Regions from separate parts of the Mus musculus genome. Here region 1 is linked to region 2. A link is a contact called in public Hi-C data. All regions are on one chromosome and are shown on one strand. Each heading gives the region's core, a stretch centred on a gene start, on an enhancer-like site or on the middle of the called end of the contact. The rest is flanking DNA. Distances are from core to core; before and after follow the strand shown.

Region 1 (7,372 bases), core at 3,621-6,120, 3.4 Mb after region 2:
ACACACACAGTGTGAAAGAGAGAGACAGAGAGAGAGAGAGAGAGAGAGACAGACAGACAGACAGAGACAGAGAGAGAGAAAACAATAGTCCTAGTACAGGGTGCACTCAGGTCAGATGGCTGCAAGTTCAAGGCCAGTCTGAGCTACCTAATGAGTACCAGATCAGCTAAGTCTACACAGCCAGGCCCTCCCTTTAAAAGCCAAGAAATGAGTAAAAGGAGAAAACACAAGCAAGGCTGCAGAGATGGTTTAATAGTTAGAAGAGATTACCGGGCTTACAGAGGACTAGGGTTCAGCTCCCAGCACCCACAATGCACAGCTACAACTGCCTGTAACTCCAGCTCCCAGGGCTCTGAGTCTTGTCTCTGTGGGCACTGGCACTCACGTGTGTATACCCACACCCATACACAAAATAAAGCCTTAAAAAAACAAGAGACAAAGAACAAAACAAACAAAGACCTGGTCGATTAGTTTGATAGTTTGTGATATTACTTATGTTCTGAAAAAGTGTAATAAAAACAAACAAACAAAACTAGGCCTTTAGGCCCAGGCTTGAGAATGTGACCTTTGTGACTCAATGCTCCAAGGCATGCTAATCATAAAACAGATAGCGACATTCCTCCGCCCACCTGCTTCCTGGGATCAGGGAGTTTTCGTTCAAAGAAACTCAACCTGACCGCTCCTGGAACCCACTATACAAATGTGCTATTGTTAGGGGCTCACAGAAGCTGTCATGAGAAATAACCCGCACAATTACCAGGTATTCCTTGTGACTCTTGTAACTTTACACTTCCTCGTGACTCTTTTTTTTTTTTTTTTTAAGATTTATTTATTTATTATATGTAAGTACACTGTAGCTGTCCTCAGACACTCCAGAAGAGGGCGTCAGATCTCATTACGGATGGTTGTGAGCCACCATGTGGTTGCTGGGATTTGAACTTTGGACCTTCGGAAGAACAATCGGGTGCTCTTACCCACTGAGCCATCTCACCAGCCCTCCTCGTGACTCTTAACTGGTATTTTTGGTATTTTCCAATAACGCCCTTCCAACCCCCTTGTGGTTTCTTCCTTTAAATACCCCCTTACCCAGCTACTCGGGGCCCACGGTCCTCTACCCCTGTAGGGTGTACGACTGTGGGCCCCAGAGCGTGCCTGGAATAAAAGTCCTCTTGCAGTTTGCATCAAGACCGTTTCTTGTGAGTGATTTGGGGTGTCGCCTCTCCTGAGTCAGAACGTGGGGGAGTCCTCACGTTGTGGGTCTTTCATTTCAACAGAACAGATGCCTTGCTGTGAGCATCAGGCCAACTCCTGGAGTCAGTTCTCTCTCTCTCTCTCTCTCTCTCTCTCTCTCTCTCTCTCTCTCTCTCTCTCTCTCAATTATTAGGGGCTGAAGAGGTGGCTCAGTTACCACATGATGGCTCACAATCATGTAACCCAGGGAATCCGATTGATGCCTTCTTCCAGACTCTGAAGGCACTAGGCATTCATGTGGGCAAAACATCCACACTCATGAAATAAAATAAATCTTTTAATCTTAAATGTCATTTATTGTTGTACGTGAAAATGTGAACGTGGGTGCCCATGTGCCACGGCATCCTTGTGGAGATCAGAGGACAACTTTCAGAAATCAGATTCTCTCTCCTTTGTGGGTCTGGGGCACACACTCGGGGCATCAGGCTTGCAAGCCCTTTCACCTGAGGAGCCACCTCAGCCCCAGAGATTGCTTTTCTTTCTCACTACCAGTAAGCCCAGACAGCCCTTTTGTTTTGTTTCTTTGAGACAAGGTCTTGCCAAGTATCCTTGACTGTCTTGGACTCACTATGTAGACCAGACTGACCTCAAACTCACAGAGATCCTCCTGCTTCTGTCTCCTGAATGCTGTGTGCTCCACTAGGCCCTGCTCAAGAGCCCATTTTTGGCTGTAAGATCTAACTCATCTTGACTCAGAGAGGTCAGCCTTGGCTTCCATCGCACATGTAGAGCTTCAGAGCTGACATCTTGTTCCTTTCTTTTGTTTGTTTTTTGTTTTTGCTTTTGTTTTTTTGAGACAGGGTTTCTCTGTGTAGCCCTGGCTGTCCTGGAGCTCACTCTGTAAACCAGGCTGGCCTAGAACTCAGAAATCAGACTGCCTCTGCCTCCCGAGTGCTGGGATTAAAGGCGTGTGCCACCACGGGCCGGCTTGTTCCTTATCTTAATCTTGTAGTTTTTGAAAAATATCTAGGTCAATTACTGACCCTTTCACACACAGCTGTGTTTAGTTTTGAGTTTACCAAAAACATTGCTCCATTTACATTTTACCTTATTATATATAAAGAAAAGGCAAACAAATCTCCGAAAAACAAACAAACAAACAAAAACAACAACAACAAAAAATGGGAAATTTACTTAAACTTCACACACTTTCCCCAAATCCTCCTAACTCTCTTTTGGCAATAGGCCATAGGCCAGCTAGCTCAGGCACTGCAATACAGGAAGCTTTACATTGGTTAATGATTTTTTTTTCCTGGGGATCTGAGGGACTCCTTAGGTTAGAACAAAACCACATGATTTAAGCAGGACCCTCAGGGAAGGCCTCCAAGATAAACTGAAAACTGAACCAAACACCTGGAGTGGCTTCACATCAGCTGGATATCTGGGGGGAGAATCATTCCAGAAAGCAGAACTTCTCTGCATACCCCCAAGGATGGGCACACAGGTGTATCCCCACCATACCATTTTTTTTAAGTATTAGTGCCAGGCATAGATATACATGCCATTAATTCCAGCATCCAGAAATCACAGGCAGGTCTGTGAGTTTGAGGCCAGCCTGGTCTACCTAGAAAGTTTCAGAATAGCCAGGACTACATAGACTCTATCTCAAGGGAAAAAAATGTATGGGTGTTTTGCTTACATGTACATGACCAGTGCCTAAAATGGCCAGAAGAAGACACTCAAACACCTGGAACGGGGATGACAGACAGATGTGAGCTGCCATGTGGGTATTGGGAATTGAACCTGGGTCCTTTGGAAGAGTAAACAGTGCTCTTAATTGCTGAGCCATCTCTCCAGCCCCAATCACAATTTCTTAGTGAAGGTACCTCTGACAACTACCTTAATTTCAAATCTCTATCCAGTCTTGCTTTTCTCTACAGTACCTACAGAGATCGGGTGCAGTTGTATTTCCTTTTATTCCTTTCTAATTATGCCTTTTGAGTTTATAATTATACCATCCCCCTTCCCGTTTCTCCCTCCATATCCCTCTCCTGGCTCTCTTTCACATTCATGGCCGATTTTTTTTCATTGTTTTTACATAACTGTATGTTTCTGTATATAACCTCTGTATATTTCATTATTTCATTTACTTGTTTATTTGTTGTGTTTTTGTTTTGTTTTGTTTTTGTTTTTCTGTATAGATCTGGCTGTCCTAGAATTTGATCTGTAGATCAGGCTGGTCTCGAATTCAGAGATCTGACTGCTTCTGTTTCTTTTTTTTTTTTTAAAGATTTATTTATTATTATATGTAAGTACACTGTAGCTGTCTTCAGACACACCAGAAGAGGGAGTCAGATCTTGTTATAGATGGTTGTGAGCCACCATGTGGTTGCTGGGATTTGAACTCTGGACCTTCAGAAGAGCAGTCGGGTGCTCTTACCCACTGAGCCATCTCACCAGCCCTGCTTCTGTTTCTTAAGTGCTGAAATTAAAGGTATGTGCCACCACCACTAGCTTATATTTCTTTCTTCCTCTTCTTCCTCCTCCTCCTCTTTTTTGTTTGTTTGCTTGCTTGTTTTTTCGAGATGGGGTTTCTGTGTTCGCCTGGCTAGCCTGGATTCACTTTGTAGACCAGGATGGCCTCATACTGCCAGAGATCTGCCTGCCTCTGCCTCCTGAACACTAGGATTAAAGGTGTGCCCCATAACGCCCAGTTCCATTATTTTTATTTTTTAGAGGTAGTTTCACAAAGCTCAGACTTGCTGGCAACCCTCCTGCCTAAGCCTCCTGACAGCTGAGATCACAGATGTTGGCAGCATGCTTTTTATGTTGTTTTTGATGCTAGGAAAGAACTCTTCAACTGACCTGTATCCCTCTGACTTTTCTTTTTTGTTCTTTTATTGTTTTAGCAGAAGGCCGAGGAGGGCCTTGCTTATTTAAAATAAAACTATGCATACGTTTTGATGGTATGTATAGGTGCACCACTTCTATGCTTGGTACCCTTGGAGGCCAGAAGAGGCTATCAGATTCCCTGGGACTGTAGTTACAGAGGGTTATAAGTTGCCAAGTGGATAATGAGAATCAAATTAGGGTCCTCTAAAATCTTCTGAGTCCCCTTAAATTTTTTTGTGTATATTGTGTGTGCATGTGCTGCAGAGCCCAGAAGAGGGCGTCGGGTCCCCTGGAGCTGGAGTTACAAGTAGAGCAACCCAATGTGGGTGGTCTTCAGAGGGAGGAAGAAGAGCGTTTATTCCCTGAGCCATCTCTTTGGCCTCCTGGCTTCTGCTTTATACAAAAAGCTCTTCAGGATGTAATTCTGTGCTAGTAAGGTTTGTTCTCTCTTTTTGCGAAGATCCTGCAAACATTTCTCTATGTGTTCCATGTATCTAGCCCAAGTTTGTGAGCAATACACTAGGAAGACGTGGAGCAACTAAGACCCGGAGGTGCGGAGGGAGGGGGAGCAACGGAAAGAGAAAGCTCGCCTGCTCGTGCTAAATCGTGAGGGAGCACCAGCACTGTGTGGACCCGCACCTACTGAGAGCAGCACAATGGTCCATTGCCCGAATGAGAGATCGCTCTAAGGCTCAGCTTTACGAGCATACGTGCTCACGCGCTTGCGCAGCAGCAGCAGCAGCATCACAACCCCAAGCCTGATTGGCTGACTCGAGTCCGGCAGCGAGATCACGCATGCGCGCTTTCTCGCGCTCGCGAGCACGGTCTTGTGGGTGCTGTTCTTGGACCTTCATTCTTTCTGTAGAACCATAATTTTTATCCCAGTTCACGATGTTTCCGGAACTCAACAACCTTCTCAGCACCACCCCAGACAAGACCGAGCAGGTAAGATGTCGTGCGGACCGGAAGAGGGCAGGTCCCGGGAGCGTGCAGGATTGCATCCGGGACGCTGCGCGGTGGAGTAGGCGCGTCTGCCGTAAACCGAGGGCATCTGGGAGTTGTAGTCTGGAGAGGGCTCGCCGAGGCTGCAGTCGCATTCCTGGGCCTTTGGAAGATGGGTTTCTGGACTATCTTGCGTGTTCGCTTCCAGCCCCAGGACCATGTGCTCCGTGCCACACTGGCGCCCAAAGATGGTTGCAGAGCAGGCCCTAGAGGAGATCCTTTTATCTGTCCTGAATCTCCTTCCACCATGGAACATTTTACAGGTTGCACGGAACACTGCTTGCACTCTTCCTAGTTCTGATGATATCTGGTTGCAAAAAGGCCTCAGCATATTCCATCCCCTCTGTTTTTCCCAACCTCCTCACTCTCCATGGAACCTCGAAATGTCTTTCACATTTTCACTTAGGGGTTACCTCTCCCAGGAGTATATCTGTTTTATTCTGTAATTTGCAGCAAACACACCACATATGGAAAGCTTTAAATAGATCTTGTGGATTTTGGTTGTTTGGTTGCTTATTTGTTTTTTTTGTTTTTTGAGACAGGGTTTCTCTGTGTAGCTCTGGCTGTCCTGGAACTCACTCTGTAGACCAGGCTAGGCCTTGAACTCAAGAAATCTGCCTGTCTCTGCCTCCCAAGTGCTGGGATCAAAGGCGTGTGCCACCACTGCCCTGCGATCCTTCTGGGTTTTATTTGCCTAACAGTTCTTGACTGTTCAGACCTCCAGTTCTGACTACTTTTCTAGTTGCTAGGGCATTTCCCAGGTCCAGAGTGACAGCAGGAAGTGACCACTTTGGGTGGGAAATGTGTTTCAAGGCCAGGCAGTGTGATTTGGCATTTTATATTGGGGGGAGGGAGGAGAGGGACACAGCTGAAACCCAGAGGCATTGGACAGGTTTTCCCTAGGTTGGTACAGCATTGAGGTGGTGTGTGACAGCCCTTGGTCCCAATGTTGTCTGTTACTTACAGAACTACAGCAGGTAGTTAGGCAATGCAGAGACCATCTTCATAGGGCTTTCCAGCGATTGCTGTGATAAGAGTCCCGTCTGAACCACAGTCACTGGGAGATCTTTGTCATCAGAGGCCTTGTCAAGAATTGGGCCAGGGGATAGAACAGTGGATATAGGGCTTGGCACCAAGTATAGAAGTGGAATTTGGGTTCCAAGAACCCACGTCAAAGCCAGGTAGGCAAGAGGACACCTGTCATCCCAGCACTAAAGAGGCAGAGGTGGGATCCCTGGGGCAAGCTGGCTGGCTGCATTAGTTCAGATTGCCTAGTCATTAAGATTCCCTACCTTGATAAATTGGAAAGAATGGAAAGCGGCTGAAGAAGACACCCAGCCCCGACTTCAAGTCTCCCTACATGTGTGCCTGCACACACATGTCCATGCACATGCAGACACAGATACCACAACCACAAACCCAAAACTAAAACCGTTTTTTTTTTTTCCCCTCCCCATTCACTGTTACAGACACAGACGCCAGGGAGCATCTTAGGGCCTAAGACACTACTTAAAACATCGTACAATTAGGTGTGTGGTGGCAGGGGCAACAACAGGCAGATCTCTGTGAGTTCTAGGCCAGCCTAGAACAGCCTGTAGGGTGAGTTCCTGCCTCAAAACAAACAGAACAAAATAACTCTGTTTCAAGATGGTCTGACTTGAGCATATCAGGCTGGTATTTTTTTGTTCCTTTGTTTTTGCTTTTGTTTCTTATGTCTGTGTAGCCATGCTGGCTTGAAACTCACGGTGTAGACTAGACTAGTCTCGGGCTCACAGAGTCCCGCCACCCTCTGTCTCTCAGGTGCTGAAAGGAACCACAGTCTGCTTAGTCTGGCCTTTGTCTCACAACCCTGTTGCCCCAGCCTTCCAAGTTCTGCATGGGAGACCTTTTCTGAAGGCCCGTTCTACTCACTGGAAACCAGAGATAAAGGACAAAGGCAGGCTTTCTTTTAATCTAATTCTCCTTAAGACTGGTTCCTGAGTTACTAAGCCAAGCAGTGACAACAAAATATCTCTCTCTCTCTCTCTCTCTCTCTCTCTCTCTCTGCCAGTAACATCAGTTTAGTACCTTGAGGAGGCAATTATAGTCTGGTCAGCGCAGAGCCAGCCCTTACAGGTCACTGGGTTCCAGAAGGGTCTGGTGAAATCTCTACATCCTCTTCTGGGGTGCTAGCCAAAGTCTCTTCCAGGTGACCAATGGTTTTCTCCAACTTTGCTGCAGATGTTTCAGCAAACAGCTGGGGTCTCAGCCTCCTTCAGCTCTTCCTCCAAAGCTTTAATCTCTTCTT
Region 2 (6,897 bases), core at 2,753-5,252:
AGACGGTTGCTGGATCATTGATGCATCTGTAGGATGTCGAAGAACGCACCCAGCTCTTCCCTCCTCCCATAAGCAGAAAGCAACCAGCAGGAGGAGAAAGTGCAGGAGGAACTTGGAAGAAACAGCAGAGGGCTTCATGTAAGGCCCTGCGAATGCAAAGTGAATTTGGGGACCACACAAGAAGATAGCTAAGACGAGCCTTTTGGAAAACATAACTTCTTAGCAGTTGCTCCTTTCTCATTATCTCTGGAGGCAGCAGGAGCAAAGTTTCCCCACTGAGGCACAGTTCACAAGTGCCAGCAAAGGGAGCAACTGAAAACCACAGTGCACACAACTCCCTCAGGCCTTCCACTACAACCAGCTCACACTGCTTCTTTGTAAACCGATTCCTGCCAACTTTGCCAAAAATATAGGTAAGCAAGGGTCCTTGTTCTGATGCTAGACTGGAACCCCGATGAATGAATAGTTTAAGTACCAGGCGGGGTAAAGATACGCTATGGTCTGACCACCTGTACTCAGCTCACAGTTCTCCTTCTGCATAGGCTGAGCCAAATGTAAATGTCCTTTAGACTTAACAGCAGCTCAAGAACCTTCAGCCCCTGCTACTGGACTGGATGGGGGTGGGGGTCAGGGGTCAAGTCTAACCTCACCAGGCTGAAGTATCAGACACCCAGAAGCCCAAACCCACAAGACATTGGCTGCCCAAGCTCTTAAGTCCTGTTATGGGAGTTTCAGGCCCTCAGCACTGGCAGGCTGAGGGATCTTTTCAGACTGGAAAGATAAACCAGTAATCTATAGGACAGAATACTGTGCCAGCTCAACTCTCCAAAGACAATTTTTTTTAATAAAAAAATCCCAGACAAACTTTGAAGTCCTAGAGTAAACCAGCAAAGAAGGAAGTAAATTGTCCCCACTTGGGGATGGGGAAATTGTCCCCACTCGGGGATGGGCAAGAGGGAACTGCAGAGCCAGCATCACTAGGAAAGCTCTAGGTTCACATCTCATTGTCAGGAGCCCGCTTAAAAAATAAATTACAAAATGGTTATTTGGGGAAGAGACAGATAAACTGCTTTTTCCCCTTCAGGTGCAGCAGGAATTGGGCAGACTACAGATCAGTCCGTGCGCTGGCTGCCTTGGGGGCGTATTTAGGCATCAGTTCATTTATCTTCCGGATATAGTCAGACTTTTCTGCACAGCCTTTGCACATCTCCCCCCAGTCGTCCAGGATCTTCTTCAGCTCTTTCACCCGGAGCTTCTTCAGGTCCACTGTGCTCAGGTCAATCTGCTTGTCTGCAGGGAGAGCAGGAGAGTAAATGGCTGGGCAGGAGAGGCTGCAGGCCCAACTGTGCTGCACGTCAAACCATCCTTAGGATGTCCAGCCCTACGTGCGGCCGGGAAGACAAATGCACACTGCGCCCAAGATTGAGATGACAGTCTTCACCAGGAAGGCCACCTCAGGCTGTCAGTAGCCACCATAAGACACACAGTGCAGACAGCCTATGTGGTTTAGAGAAGGAACATAGCTCCAGTTCCCCGAGGGCTTCCTACATGCCAGCACAAAGGACAGCTCCAGGCTGAGCAGAGCAGACACACCCCTAGCCTCCCCAAGAGGCACCAGAGTCAGACACTTACTCCATAACCCACGTGACCCAAACAAACCGACACCAGAACCAACCAGGATACCAAATCAAATTCACACAAGTACAAAATTCCCGAACATTAGTGCAGTAAACACTGGCATCGTTTAAACTTTATAGGAGAGGCCTAGCTCTTCTCGAGACTAGGATTCTGTGCAACCAGATGGGCTCTGCCATGGTGATGCTGTAACTGTCACGCCTGGGGTTTAGAGCCATGACTGTTGAACTCAAGTTCCCACCACATCACTTCTCTGCTCAAAAACTTCTAAAGCTCCCAAGTTTTTAGACTAAAAGCCAAATTTCCCCCCAAGGCTCTGTCCAACTTGACCTCTACGTACTCCACCACTATCTATAATCTCTATCTGCACTGCTCTATCAGATGGCCTCTGGGTCAACCCTCATCCTTCAAAGTATGTTAAGTCACCCTTTGACCTCCACCTATGTTCGATGCGCAAGTCTGTTCCCTGCAGCACAGAGAATCATCCTTTATGCTACAAACCCGCTTTTGATGACTCTTCTGGCTAGAAAGTTAAGTCCAGAAAGGGTATGCAGAGATGGTAGAAGGCACAGGGTCCGAGTCACACTCACCGTATTTTAGTTCACAGATCTGGCTGTCTTTCTTCTTCAGCTTCTCACAGATCTTTTCCACAGGGATATGGTGGGCCAGGGGCTTCGACACCTCATTGATGATCTTGGTGGCAGCATCATCTGTGGCTCCAATGTAGTAGCACTGCAGCAAAAACCAAAACAAAACAAAATGAAAGCCTTGAAAAAAATCTGCATGCATGAGAGCATGTGTCAGAGGCCAGAAGGCATCAGGTTCCCTGGAGCTGCAGTGCAGGGTGCTGTGGATGCTGGAATTGAACTCAGGTCCTCCACAAGAGCAGCACACATTCATAACCAACTCTCCAGTTCCAGACAACTGTTAGGTCACCTTGAAAACCTCTCTTTGCCAAGGCTTCGGTTTGTTAGTCTGCCCAGATCTAGCTGTCCCAGGCCCGAGGCACTTGATATATGCTCAGCTGCAGAGTTAGAGTTCCGATGAGAGACTACCATGGAAATTAAAGCTACAAGAGGCTGATGCTCCGCCAGGGTCCTTGACCTTGACTTGGCCCTGGCCATCTCGGGGCACCTAGCCAACTACTTCTGGTTCCAATCACACCAAATTCATTCTGGTCTTTGGGCACTCCCATTGCCTGAGTTGTGCTCACTCCACCTCACTGACTCCCTGTCCTCAGAGGTAGATACCCACTACTTTCTCTCTCAGCTCCCACCCACCAACTCTCCTAGCTTATTTCCTTCATGGCATCTGGCATCACTGCCTTGCAGTTGCCTGTCATTTTCTCTCCTGGTCTTACCAATATTCAGCTTATAGCAATGTTTAATAAATAGAGGATAAAAACACTTAAACCTCACATTAGTATATATACAAGTCCCATCACAAAGTGGACAGTGCCCAAGAGCCAGGGACAGGCTGGGTGGGTCACCAGCTACTTACCAACCGATTCTCTTTGCCTCTTGCTTCACGGCAAAACTTTATAAGTTCTTCTTCAATAGTGGCTGGTGAAAATGTGACATCTCTGTCTTTGAGGTCCTGGTAAAATCGTCCCAGATAAGAAATACAAACTGGAAAAGAGGGAGGAGATGGTAAGTAATTATTAGTCTCCATTTCCCCTGGAAAAAACTCTGTCAGCAGTTTTGCTAGAAGGGATTAATTTTTTTTTTTAACTCGGGTACTCAGAAGTGCACAGAGCCCTTAGGTTGCTGGGGTCCTTGTACCCAGTTGCATGCTGGGAATGAACATTACCCAAGTGACCCACACACAACCCTCTCTGCTCTTTTCAAGTTTAAGTCTAGAGTGGACACGTGTCCTTGAGGGAACTCATTGTGACCTCATAAGGGACAGATTGAAGGCTGAAGCAAATGATCAAAATGCTCCTCATTCCAAATACATCGAACCCCCAAGTGCAGCTTAGTAACCCCGAGACGGTTGCGGCCCACAGGATGCCTTCCTGTAATCGCTAAAGTGATGGGAAGACAAAAACTCCCGGGATGTGGGCTTCCGGCCAAGTTATTAACGCTACTGAACCGACGCGTTCCCTTAAATGGGTCAACGTCTCTAGGCCCGGGAAATAAGTGAGGCCCTTTCTCCAGCGGAGCCCCGGGACGGGCCGTCGCTCCCACCCTTTCGCTTTCCTTGGGTTTAGCGCCGCCAGGCCGCCCCCATCCGGTCCCCCGCACCTTCACAGTCTCCTGGCCGCAGCGCCCGGCTGTCAGGCAGCACGCTCAGGGCCAGCGCTACCGCCAGCCCGCGCGTAGCCCACATCCTCCTCAGCCGTCTCCACCACCGCCGCCGCCGCGCGAATGAACCGCACCCGGCGCGGTGTTCCGCCTAGTGGGCTGGAACAGAAACCTGAGCTTCCCATTGGTGTGCGATCCCCGCGCCCACCCATATGCTGCATCCTCATTGGTCCACGTGCCCAGGAGCCCAGACCGGCGGCTCCACGCTACCCTCCCTCATTGGCTGCTGCTGTCTGGGACCTAGACAGTTGTCGGTTGCTGATTGAGCCTGGGCGGTCCATAGGGGTGCGGAGGGAAGGTGCACGGGTCGCCATGTTGGGTTAGGGCAGCTGCTTTGGCTGCTTACCCGGAACCCTCTCAATCTATTGACTCGACCCGAATGCCGAGTCTTGGTTCCACACCCACTCCTCCCGACGCCCGGACTCGTAGAGCAGCATTTCTGGCGCCACCCTATAGCCAGTAGGATGGGCGGCGGGAGCATGGATCAGAAGCGGTTCCTTGTTTTGAACTACCACGTGGATTGCCGAGCCAATCAAGGGGAACGTCCACTTTGATTCGCCGGCTTGCTCAGACCCCGCTTTAACCTGGGTCAGACGGCAGAACCTCTTAAACGAAAGGTCTCGGCCTGCCTAGTCGTTTCCCGTCCTGGGCCTCTGAGGACCTCGCGGCAAGGCTGCGAGCAGAGGCGTTGGTCTACCTTCCAAATGGAGGCCATGGGATCTTGGGAGGTTTTGTTCTCCACTCTTGGAGACACGAGGATGGGAACTGGAGACATTACCGCCTGGACTGCCCTAATGCTAAGTGCAAGGGCTTTGGCCACTCGCCCTGGAAGGCGGAATATGGAGAGCGGCCGACTAAGTGCAGAAAAGTATCTGGAGCTAAAAGGGCTTGGAGCCCGGCGACAAGGGTTTGAGAGGGGCACTTATGCTCCCATTCAGTGAAATCAGTGGATCAATATCAGGTATTCATCTTTAATTCACATCACAGCAGTCAAGGGATGGAGGTGGGGGAGTCAGTTGCCAGATATTTACATCTAAAAGTCACATTTTTTGTTGGATTTATAACATGCTACCACAATATATACAGTAAAATGCCTCTTGGGACACTGGCACAAATTTTTTTCTTTAACTTTTCTGGTACAGGTAAGATAATTTTAAGTCAGTTTTTCTTTAGACATGAATACACAAAAGAAATGGTTAGAAGTTTTCTTGTTTTAAATAAGCACAGAATGCCAGAGGTTAAAAACACATTTATAGGGCTTATTACCAATTAGACATACTCTATACATTTTTTTGCTCAAATTCCTGTACAAATACACAGCATTCAAATAGGTATTTACAAATACGCTTTAAACAATGAAAATCAGTATTTCACAATCTTTTCAAAGGATTCTGATCTCTGACCTCCCATTTCCCTCACACTGGCTGGTTTTTCAATAAAAAGTATTCAGAATAGGTCCATTTCATCCAGTTGGGGAAAATGGAGAGAAGTAACACAAATATATTTCACTTTGCATAAAGCAAGGTCAAGGAACTTAACCCTACATTCCCCTCCCTACCTCCTGTGCCATCAAGTGGAGAAAGGAGATGTCTGCATGTGATGACTGGCTGCCTCCGTGGACTGAGGTTCAGACGTGCCTGGAAACAAACCTAAAGCTGCCCTACCTAAGAATCACATCCCAAGCTAGACTTGACCCTCATACCTGTGAACCCAGACGGTCCAGAAACAAGCTTACCAGTGAGTCTGGGCTCAGGAACAGGTGTGTGTGCCCTTGGTGCTGGGGCTATTGGATTGGCCTACCTACATCCTCAACAGTCTCCACTCTGCCTGAATGATCCTGAGGGTATCAGAAAGCCCTACACTGTTGGTACCTGGGCCCCAACATACTGTGAACGGAAATGGGCCTTCTTTCTTTTCCTATAGGTTATTTGCTGACAGTTCTATTAAACTTGTTTCTAAGAGAAAAACACTGTGACCATGGGTTTTTCTGTTTGGAAAGAATTGTGGAGAAGGGATAAGCAGCTGGGGCCAGAACTTGGCCATAGCAGGCCAGAAGGCCAACTAGTTAAGGGAACAGGGGAGCAACATACCTGCTCATCAAGGAGAAGGCAGTTTTATGGCCATCACTGATGGGAATGTAAGCAAATAAAAGGAAAACAATTGCCTCAAGACAAGTTATTTTAAAAAGTAACTTAGAAGCACCCTGGTGAAATATTACCATACCCCCACCATAATACCAAGAGTAACGTCAGTGCCCTGACATGAAAGAATTCCCTATAAAGTCACCACTGTGCCCTACTTAACAGACTGGGGAGGTTTGAAAAACTGCCCTTCTGCCTGTCCTGAACCCTGAGTGGTGGGCAGTCCCTATGGGTTTGGAGTGGAGGGCTCAGTACTTGGCTGCTTGGAAGATAACAGTTTTACCTGTGTGGCTCTCTGCCTCCAAAAGGAGAAGTTTCCTCCCACCATTTATTTATTTATATATTTTTAAACCCAGGAGCTTGCTGAACCTGACCACACATCCTCAGGGCCTGGAAGCCAGGCTGGGCAGCCAACCCCAAGGCTCAGAGGTAGTGCTGAAAATCCCTGATTCAGGCTCTAAGCGGCAGGCATTTGGGGCCACCTGGGAAAGCAAAAGGTTCTCTGGCTCCTGCCACACTCCAGCCTCACTCTCACACCAGCTCTTTCTAATCCAAGGAAGGGGCCTAACTCACTGCAGGAGTGAAAGCCCTTCTAGCTTCATTTCAGTCAAGCCCCAGGACGAGAGATAATCACCCTTTCAAGTCCATTTTGAGCCACGGAGGCTTCTGCAGATCATGAGGTGTTTTGAGTGGAAAGGAGCGAAAGGTCCAAAATAAAAGTGATGAATAACGTCCAAGTGGGATAAGAGACCAGCCCGGCCCATGGAAGCCTGGCAGTATGCCCTGGGCATGCAGTTAGGCCACCATGTGCCTGACCA

Evidence for each region. Hi-C and Micro-C count contacts between places; a contact is called where the count stands out from the background.
Region 1: a contact with region 2 is called in a Hi-C map of CD4 T cells, with 8 times the contacts expected there. The contact joins the promoter of Elp6 here to the promoter of Manf in region 2. A contact is called at or near these places in 1 of 484 Hi-C or Micro-C datasets (CD4 T cells) and 1 of 115 datasets of contacts at active chromatin or transcription factors (embryonic stem cells).

What each region holds. Positions count from the first base shown.
Region 1 is chr9:110,300,322-110,307,693 of GRCm38.p6, forward strand. It overlaps Elp6 (elongator acetyltransferase complex subunit 6), which reads left to right and starts at 4,871. Exons shown (of 7, transcript NM_001081381.1): 1 at 4,871-5,028. The coding sequence starts at 4,975.
Region 2 is chr9:106,887,936-106,894,832 of GRCm38.p6, forward strand. It overlaps Manf (mesencephalic astrocyte-derived neurotrophic factor), which reads right to left and starts at 4,003. Exons shown (of 4, transcript NM_029103.4): 1 at 3,879-4,003; 2 at 3,136-3,263; 3 at 2,226-2,367; 4 at 818-1,290. The coding sequence starts at 3,963. The coding sequence ends at 1,106. It overlaps Dock3 (dedicator of cyto-kinesis 3), which reads right to left. Exons shown (of 53, transcript NM_153413.2): 53 at 4,890-6,897.